Linked DNA regions of Mus musculus: regions 1 and 2 are each linked to region 3. Evidence: chromatin contacts called from public Hi-C data. All regions are on one chromosome and are shown on one strand. The core of a region is the stretch at or near the end of the contact, and the rest is flanking DNA. Distances in the headings are between cores, read along the strand shown. Region 1 has its middle 21 kb from the start of Gm46818. Region 2 has its middle 24 kb from the start of Ngf. Region 3 has its middle 48 kb from the start of A230001M10Rik.

Region 1 (3,102 bases), core at 287-2,786, 220 kb after region 3:
GTTTACTCCTCAAGGTTGGCGCATTTATCAACCACTGGCTCTGAGAGTTTCCACGTGTCAAGCACGTGGAGTGTGTTTTGCTGAGTTTCATTTGGATTTGTACTAAAGAGCTCTGACCTCCCTAGAGTTCTTCTGGTCTTGCATAGGAGGCTCATAGTGGGGTCCCGAGGCTAAAGTTGGCCAGACTTAACTAACCACAGCAGCAGCCTGAGGAGACTCCTTCAACCCAGGCTGCTTCCTAGTGTCAGTGGTGGATTCCATCTTCTCTTCCATACCTGGAGCCAATCTTGCAGGCAGCAGGCAAGCGTGTGTTTCAGCAGTGTCTCAGGGCAGGTAAGGCAAAGCTTAGTTCTTGTCTTTACCCTCACAGCCACTAGTCCCACCCTGTCACCTCTCCCCTACATATTCCCTAGGTGAGCAATAAGTGAAATAATACTCTGAGTGACATTTCCTAAGTGCACAGCATGGGAGACATCTGATTGGCTTTCAGAGGGAGATGTTATGAGGATTGTGATGGGACCGTCAGAGCCCAAGCCTGGCTTCACTGCTAGCCAATCAAGATTGAATGGTGCTGAGAGGGTCCTTGTCTCTCTGAATGTCACTTCTCTTACATGGAAACTGTTGTCTTGCAAACCATGTAATCCAGCATCAATTACTATATATAAAACGGGTAAATACACAGCCACAAATGCATAATCTACATGTAAATAAAATATGTAAAGACAGATCATAAACAGAGACTGTATGTATAAGTATGGGAGTGTGCATGTGTGTGTAAATAGCTCTTGAGAGCTAAGAAGCAACCAGAAGTACACATTCTACCTCCCCATGCTTCTGTAAACTGACTTAAAAACACAGAGTAGCACACGGATCAGCCAAATCGTCATTTCAAATTACAAGCACCAGTCCTAAGAGGCAATGATGTGGAAGGGGTAAGTCTGGGAGAATTCCTCAAGGAAAATTTCTGGAACCGTGTTTGGAAAACAAAGTTGAGGGAAATAATCTCCTGGGTTAGGGCTTAGTTCCGAATGAAAAAGGAAGCAACACCCAACAGAGAGAAGGGAAAACTGTCTGTTCTCGTGCCTCCTTCTGAGTAACATCAAACAGCGGAACCATCTCCTCGTGGAAAAACACAAACTTCGGAAAAACTTCGGAAATAACCCGCAAGCCTGTGGCTGAACGCAACAATGGACATCCCTGTATGGTTTCCATAGAATCTTATCTGTGGCCAGAGCAAATACCAAAGAGATGGACAAGTTTCCTAGAGACTGGGCGTCCTATGGTGGTGTCAGCTGGCTCTCTGTCCTCAGAACGAGAAAGGAAAACAAAGGCTCTCAGAAGAGGTGCCACACACCTCCAGGATAGACTTGTGTTGGGGGTTTACTCTGCGCCTGGGCACATTTGGTGCCACAGCAGAGCGTGGTCTCCAGCCTGGCAGCCTCTCCCCTTTCTCTTCACCCTGCCCCCCCTACCACCACCACCATTCCTTTCACTTTGACATAATGAAAGTGCAGCTTGCACACTGCCTCGAGATTGCATATGAGAATTGGAAACATGTGTCCGAGCTGGCACCCCTTCAAAGGGCTTTGGAACTCTGACTTGGGCTGTCCTCTGATTGCAATAGCAATTCCCCGAGCTAGCTCTCCAGCTTCACATTCCTGCAGCTGCACCTTAGCATTAACTCTTGCCAGTTGGAGGCTGCTGTGTGTGGAGCCTGCTCCCAAAGCCTCGAGGTAGCTGCCCACCCTGTCTGTACAAAGTTCAGCTCTGAATTTGGCATCTGGGCACTGACTTTTCAGACGGACATTATGGGAGCTAGCAGGTTCATTAGCCTTTCTTTGCAGAAACTGTACACTAGCGGTTCAATTGTCACGAGTGCTTTTGGGGCACTGGCCGAATTCTCAAGGGATACGGTGCTGGATCTGCTCTGACCCAGAAGGGTGTCTTGCTTTGCTTTGCCCTGTGCTGGAGATTCCCGAGGGAGATGCAGAATCAGAGATGATTGTCTAGCACAATAAACTCAAAATATATGACTAGCGGGGTCCTGGAGGACCCTATCCAGTTCAACAAAGAATGAATACCTGTCGGTGAGCTATGAGGTGCCATGACAGGTCTGGGGTAGAGAGAAGAGAAAGATGGGTCCCAGTCTCATAGAAAGCTGACTGGAGGATTCAAGACCTTTTTACAGTCAGGATATACTTACAGACCACATAGCCACAGGCCCACGGCACATGAAGACAGCCTCAGGCATCCCTGGTGTTCTGGTGTTGGCAGTAATCGACCCAGCCTCCCCCCCCCTCCCCCATGTCTTTCCTTGCTTGCTACTCACTTGCTCTCATTCTCAACATTATTGTGGACTAATTCCTCTAGCAAGCCTGACTAGGCCCTTGACCTTGCCTCTGGCTCTCTGAGATATACTATTCCAGATTTTATGCTCACCAGAAGCACCCAGAGGTCTAATATGGTAATTGGGGGCTGGGAGCTGAGCTTCTACATTCCAAACACCCCCAGGGATGCCAGTGCTGTTGCTCTATGGTCCATACTCTGAACAGCCAGGACTGGGACCATGCCTGGTCTCTCAGTGTGCTGGTCCTCAGCTCTCAGCTAAGAACTTTGATGAGGCTCATTTTCCTTGATTCTTAGAGTCTAAGTTAGAGTTAAGTAGCAGTCCTGGGGAATCTAATCTTAAATCTCCTGGCCCTGGTCCTCAGAGGTCAGCTCTTGTCCTGGAAATGGAGAAGTCGGAAGGGAGCCCATCTGACCAATTGCATACCAGGAAGAATATGGTAGTGAGAGTGATAAACAAGTTCCCCCAAAGTGGGAACTCCAACAAGGAGAACTGGAGATAGAGCAGGTTGTAGGGAACAGTATGGGACAGGTGAAAGAGAAACAGAACCGACCACATAGCACTAAGAATGATCCTACTTGGAGGGAAAAAAAAGACTTGGTCACAAAGAGATCATCACCATGGAGACAAAGAGCAGGCTCTCCATCTTTACATAATTCTGAACAGGTTTCTCTCTTCAGTTCATCTTCTTGATAACGGGGGATGAAAAGTCACCCTTTGAAGATGACTTTTGGACCATCCTACAGCTTCCCGGA
Region 2 (3,262 bases), core at 86-2,585, 140 kb after region 3:
TTACCCAGTACCCCCCCAGAGCTCGTGTCTCTAGCTGCATATGCATCAGAAGATGGCCTAGTAGGCCATCAGTGGAAAGAGGGGTCCATTGGTCGTGCAAACTTTATCTTCCTCAGTAGAGGAGAATGTCAGGGCTTAGAAGTGGGAGTGGGTGGGTGGGAGAGTGGGTGGAAGAGCATATGGGGGACTTTTGGGATAGCATTGGAAATGTAAATTAAATAAATACCTAATTTTAAAAAGAAGGTAAAAAATTAGCCAGCAAGATATTTGTTTATTTTGTTTTGTTTTTGTTTTTTGTTTGTTTTGTAATTGTTTTTGTTTTTGCAGCAACACCTTTTCCTCCTGACTGAACTGCGGGCAAGCCATTTCCCACCCTGGCCTGCCCTTCAGAGAGAAAACCAGCCGAATACGGTGGGGTGAATCCGCAGTCCCAGTTATTGAAAGTCTGAGGCAGGAGGATCATGATTTCATGGCCAACTTGGGCTCTAAAGTGAGTCTGAAGCTGAAGTCTGGATTATCTAGTAAGATCCTGTCTCAAAAGTAAAATTTTAAGTGTGATTTCTTCGTTCTTTTGAAGGGAAGAGAAGAAACCCAAGTTGGCACGTAGCCTACAGAGCTGGTCTCAGTGGACGCATCTCAGTTCTATCTTCTAGCCTAGACGGATGAGCAGACATGACTCAAAATATCTTTAAAGCATTGTTTGAAATCTTGTTAATATAATTCTTCTCACATCATGCATACAAAATAAATTTCTTTGCACACATGGGGTAGATGTCACTCTTAGGTCCAGGAAGCTCAGAAGTGCCAATGGACTCCCACCTGGCAGAGGCATCTCTGCAGACATAGTCTTGGGCTCTGTTTCTGCCATGTTCATAGGCCAAGTCTGTCTGAAGAAGCCAGAGTTTCCTATGTAGACTTTCCCCCCTCCTTTAAATAAGTATTTTTCCAAGCGTGGAATTCAGAGGAGAGGTCACTTTTCTGCCTGGGAATCTATCTGCTTTCTTTTTATGGTCATTTCTATATTGAGAAGGTCCCAGGTCCAGTCAGTCATGAAGGATCCTGGTAACGTTTCCCCGAGCAATTACCCCCATAGTCACTTGCTAGTTATCACCTCGACTGTCCTTCAGAGACTACATTCTTCCAGCTCTCTTCAACCACTGGTAATTCTTCAACCCCTGATAATTCTGCTGGAGTGGGAAAAAATATCAAATGATAAACTATTTGTTTCTTCTTCGTATTCTTATCTATGCAACTCTGGTCCAAGGCTGGACTGATCTGTTTTTCATCCATCTATCTGGAGAGGTTACAGCAGGATGGACAGAAGTTTGGACATAACGGTCTGGGAAAACTTCTCTCGTAAACCTGACTTGACACATCTGTCCTGCTGGCAGCTGGAGGCCACCAGGGTTCCAGCTGGCTCCTTGCCTTCTAAGAGACTCAGTCAGACAAAGAGCTCCCTAAAGCCCTTCACTCAGACTGAAGAAGGCATTGTGCCCAAGACAGCCACAGGAAAGCTGGCATACAGTAAGCCCAAATGCAATATTTCAGGTGCACAAGGAAGACCCATGCATCCAACATTGAGGACAACATTGGAGATTACCCCAGCCTTAGCTCTTCTGAACAACATTCTCTTACAACCACAAGCCACAGAGCCTTCACTTTCATCTTGGTCTGGTTCTGCTAGCTGAGCTGATACAACATAAATCTAAGTTGCCAATGTCCAGATTCCAGAGTAAGTACGTTCTTTTTTTTTTTTTTCTTTTTTCATGGAAGATTGAGCCTAGAACACCCTGTACTTCACTGTGGAGCTGAAGCACTCTATCATTACGAACTTTAAAAGGAACTCCACCATTGTCTAGAATGATTCTCTTGTCCTGTTCTCACCCCCTGTATTTGTGGTTCAGGCTGATGGCCACGTGGAAGAGGTTCAAGCCACCACTGGGTAAGATTTCAGGCTTCTTCAAGGGTCTTTGTCATGTGTGTGATGCTGCAGTACTGAAGGAGTTTCCAGGATTGACAGGTGCAGCGCATTCTCTTGATGTATTTGGGTCCTCAGTGGGGTGGTATAATAGCTATTGCATGGATGTTACTTCAGCTCCTTGGTCCTGCAGCTAGCAGCACATACCACCCACTGGTGGAGGAACAAAACATCCCCAGAAAGAGCTGAGAGTCTTAACTTGCCTTTCTCTATACTTTTTCTGGAAGGTTCCAGAAGATGCTAGAAGGAGGGAGGGCTGCAGGCCTCTGACTGCCGTAGGACTGGCCTCCACTTGATGAGGGTAATAATCCATGGAACTCAGTGATATTTATTTCTATTTATTCTTTATATTTTAATGGAATTCTGTGGTCCAGACTTGGTTTCAGGCTCCATGCTCCCAGAGTCAGCTAAAGTACAAGGGGGAAAAGAAAGTAGTGGGGGAAATTAGATTCTTGATTTGTGTCCAGATGGTCCTAGCCGAAAATAGACTCAGAGATTCTCACTGCAGACTTGCCTCTGGTATGACACTCCCCTCCCCCTTCATCTGAGGTCTTCTTGGTAAGAGAGGGAATGGGAAAAGCACTGGGAACATTCTTTTCTCTTTTTCCCAGCCGTGTATTAAAAGGCCCGTGCAGGTTCCAGTCCAGGGCTTCTGTGGAACACCAAGAGCTGCAGTGTCCACAATGGCCTAGGGTGATGTGATTTTAACCAACTTGGCCTGAAGGCCATCCCAGGCGTGTGTGGCAGCAGGGGAGCACAGCAGTAGCTGGCCCTGCAGTGAGGGTTCATTCAGGCCTGCCACCAGCACAGTGGCCCACTCACATTCCCCTGGGCATCCTATTCCAGAAGCTTAAAAGCAAGGAGACAAGATCTGTCCCAGCCAGCACTTTCCAGGTAGAGCAACATCTCACAGAGCTACTCACTCAGGAGAAGGGTACGGCTTTTCTTGTCCCTGCCAGAATATCAGTTTAGAAGCAAAAGGATCAGGGCCATCTGTGAGGACAGCACAGGGAGTCTTGAGGGCATTTGCCCACTAGAAAAACTGGAAGTTCATGGCTCACCTCAAATTCTACAAGATATGAACTCGTTAACAAAAAAATCAATCTGACACCTAGAGTCTAGCATCAGTCACTTGAAGGCCACACACCCTTTTGGACAATCACTATCACAGAATTCCCTTTTGGACAAAGACTATCACAGAATTCCTGTCATTTCTTGATGCTTCTTTGTTGGAAACTACATCCATGCTAGATATCACACAGGGTAGATGTCTGCCCTAAAGTC
Region 3 (2,950 bases), core at 5-2,504:
GTGTGTATGTGTACCATAGGTATATACTGCACTTATTGATGTCAGAAGAGGGTATTGGATACCATGGAGTTACACACAGCTGTGAGCTGCCATGTAGGAGCTGAGAAACAGAGCCCCAGGTCATCTGTAAAAATAACTAACTCTATCAACCACAGAGCCAACTCTCCAACTCTGTTCTTCCATCTAAGTTTAGTCAGAGAGTAAGGATTCCCACTAGGAAAAATAGGCTCCTGGGATAGAGATATGACCTGAGAGTGACCCATCTCATTGCACTCTCGCTGACCGAAGTGGAAATCCCCAGGCCCTACTGTCCACAGCACTAGAGGTCCCTGTCCCAGCCCAAGGACAATGTAACCATGGCAATCCTTGGTGCCATCTAAAAGAAGTCAATCGCAGGGAGTGTAAGAAGAGGGTTAGGGCTGTTTGAGAATGGATGTTATCTGACTTCCCACAGATTTACATTCAGTTCAAAGCCCTGAGGACCCCTGTGTGAAAAACAGTGCATTAGGGAAAGAGGATGAGAAGAAACGAGGATTGGGTGGGAAAGGACATGGGCCAGGGAAGAGAGAGCAGAGGCAAGAGGAGCCGTGGAGACTGGGAAGTCCAAAAGAGGCAAAGGCTTTCTGTGGGGTTAACGTTCCTTGCGGGACCTTGGTCGGCTCCAAGCGTGCTCCGCCCCTAGGTGGTGCTGTGTAGTCAGCAAGAGCAGGAAACAACCATTGTTGGAAGCAAGATATTTCTCTTTGATACGAGGGCTGGCTGGACTCTGCTCTCCCATACTACTCTAGATGAACCCAGGAGTTGGTCCCTGTCTGCCTCCATTCTCCTTACTCTTATCCCATCCTCTAGGAACTTTCTGGATACTGCGTCCTGGATGCTCTCAAGAAATCCATTAAATGGGCAGTGTTACCTTTTATTATCTTTTATCCGTAGATGAAAATAACGTGCCCGAAACTCGGAGTGAGAAGCTCAAAGTTTCTCTGCCCGGAGAAGGTTTAAATTCAGATCTGGGGACAATTTACGAGCCTACGGGGTTAGCTCATGCTGGACTCCCGAAGGCCACCTCTGGGACTCTGAACCTCGCTGGTGTATCTTTCCTGCGGGCTTACATGGGGCCAGCCTGGCGGCCACCTGGCTCTCTATCAATCAAGCAGCCTTGATGGAGCGGGGACCACATTGTGTACAGAGCCCTGCCCCAGCCCTTGGCAGAGGGAGTCACAGGTGGCTTGTCAGGAGGGAGGTGGATTACTGTGAGTCATTCCTTCCCCAAGGAACCTATGGCAGATTCCTTGCTCATTGGTCACTAGGGTGACACAGCTGAGTGTGAGTAACCAGAGAGGGGGAGGGGCAAAAGGGAAGAAGAGCGGGAACTCTCTAAATCATCGCAGCTGTGAGGCATCCTAAAACAAGGAAGGTTTCTTTTCCAGTTCAATTTAAACCTGTCAAGACCTGTGGACGTTACAGGCCAATGACCCAAGAAGTAAATGGAATTTTTATATAATTATTAATTGGCACCGAAATTGTACAAATTCCGAATTAAAAAATATATATTAGTCAATGTTATTAGGGTGTAACAGTAATCTTTAAAAAGAAAACATAGCTGTAGAGAGCATTGACGAATGTATTCCACATTGGGGGTGGTGAAAAGCAGAAAGGAAGAGGAAACAGAAGCAGAGGAAAAGAAGGGAGAGAAAAGAGAAAGGAAAAAATCTGCCCTGGGGGTCCCACTGGGCTATGTGTCTGGCCCTGGGACCTCTGGCCTCTGCTTTGTCTATTTCTCCTCTACATGGCTACAGGTTTTCTCTCTCTGCATTCATATTTTGCCAGGTGCTTAACATAGAGGCAGACACACAAGACTTCTAAAAGGCACTTGCCTATCAACACTGCTATCAAACTTGCAGGGAAAGAAAACAGGATTCAAAGGTGTATTATTTTTCCCCATGCTTACTGGCAGCAAGCATAGTGATTTTTCACTGTGCTTTAAAAAAAAAAAAAGATTGATTGGTTAATTATCAATTCAGGTTATAACCTGCACCAAGCACTTCTTTAGACAGTTACTAAGTGGCTGAGTGAGTTTTCTGGAGTTGAGTAGATATGGGATAGAGGCAAGCCAACTGCAAGTTTGATAGCAGTGTTGATAGGCAAGTGCCTTTTAGAAGTCTTGTGTGTCTGCCTCTATGTTAAGCACCTGGCAAGTTGCAGAAGTAATAAAGAAAGAATTAAGGAGAAAAACGAGATCGAGATGATATATAATTATGCTTCCTTACCTTTAAGCTCTTCAAGGCTCATCAAACAAAGGGCACGCTCATCTTGCACGAGGAAAAGAGGGCCGCTTCTGATACATCTGGTGAATTCATCTGTTGTCAGAGAAGGTGCAGCCAAGGGTCCAGAGGAATGACCTTCTCTAGGCTCTTTCTGCAAACTGTCTGCGTTTTATCAATGGTCTTGACTTCATAAAACAAAACAGCATGAGAGGCAGTTATCCAAGCGCGTGAGCTTCCAACTGTCAGGATACAGACAGGCAAGAGTCCTGGAGGCAAGCAGCCTGTGACCTCAGACATAGGAGGCCCTCAGATTCATTTGCTTCGGGTGTTGAAATCAAGCAAGAAAGCAGTTACTGTTGAGTGTTAGTGCTATTCCAACCTCAATGAGATTTTATCTATGGGGAGAAAGATTAGGGGAGACCAAATTTATTGTCATTCAGAGGAAGTATTTATAAACTTGGCAGAGTCTCATGCGAGAGAGTAGAACAAAGGCTGCCAAACAGATTCATAAATCGAAACGAATGACCTGAAAGTATTTTCCGCTGCATACACGTGGTTCTATATGCACTGTGCCGCTCCAGCTCAGCACTGGATTGCCCTGTGTGGTGCTGATGTTGCTATCTCCGTTGTAGGCATGGGGTAGGGTGGGGAAGCTTGAAATCGTACCAGCTAAAATCAGGACAGAG

Evidence for each region. A called contact is a pair of places that touch in the nucleus more often than the background predicts.
Region 1: a Hi-C map of uterus shows a contact between it and region 3, with 2.9 times the contacts expected there. The contact joins two enhancer-like sites. A contact is called at or near these places in 2 of 484 Hi-C or Micro-C datasets (nephron progenitors and uterus) and 2 of 115 datasets of contacts at active chromatin or transcription factors (cardiomyocytes and embryonic stem cells).
Region 2: a contact with region 3 is called in a Hi-C map of uterus, with 4 times the contacts expected there. The contact joins two enhancer-like sites. A contact is called at or near these places in 4 of 39 promoter capture datasets (cranial neural crest, frontonasal cranial neural crest, hippocampal neurons and 1 more), 6 of 484 Hi-C or Micro-C datasets (epidermal suprabasal cells, nephron progenitors and uterus) and 1 of 115 datasets of contacts at active chromatin or transcription factors (embryonic stem cells).

What each region holds. Positions count from the first base shown.
Region 1 is chr3:102,525,110-102,528,211 of GRCm38.p6, forward strand. No RefSeq gene overlaps it. Among named protein-coding and RNA genes, the nearest start is that of Gm46818, 21 kb to the left of the region's middle. Within about 2 kb of position 1,537, at least 48 of the 459 cell types and tissues checked have an H3K27ac peak or open chromatin away from gene starts, as enhancers often do. A contact at or near this core is called in uterus, where this site is marked.
Region 2 is chr3:102,444,371-102,447,632 of GRCm38.p6, forward strand. No RefSeq gene overlaps it. Among named protein-coding and RNA genes, the nearest start is that of Ngf, 24 kb to the right of the region's middle. Within about 2 kb of position 1,336, at least 8 of the 459 cell types and tissues checked have an H3K27ac peak or open chromatin away from gene starts, as enhancers often do. A contact at or near this core is called in uterus, where this site is marked.
Region 3 is chr3:102,309,242-102,312,191 of GRCm38.p6, forward strand. No RefSeq gene overlaps it. Among named protein-coding and RNA genes, the nearest start is that of A230001M10Rik, 48 kb to the left of the region's middle. Within about 2 kb of position 1,255, at least 56 of the 459 cell types and tissues checked have an H3K27ac peak or open chromatin away from gene starts, as enhancers often do. A contact at or near this core is called in uterus, where this site is marked.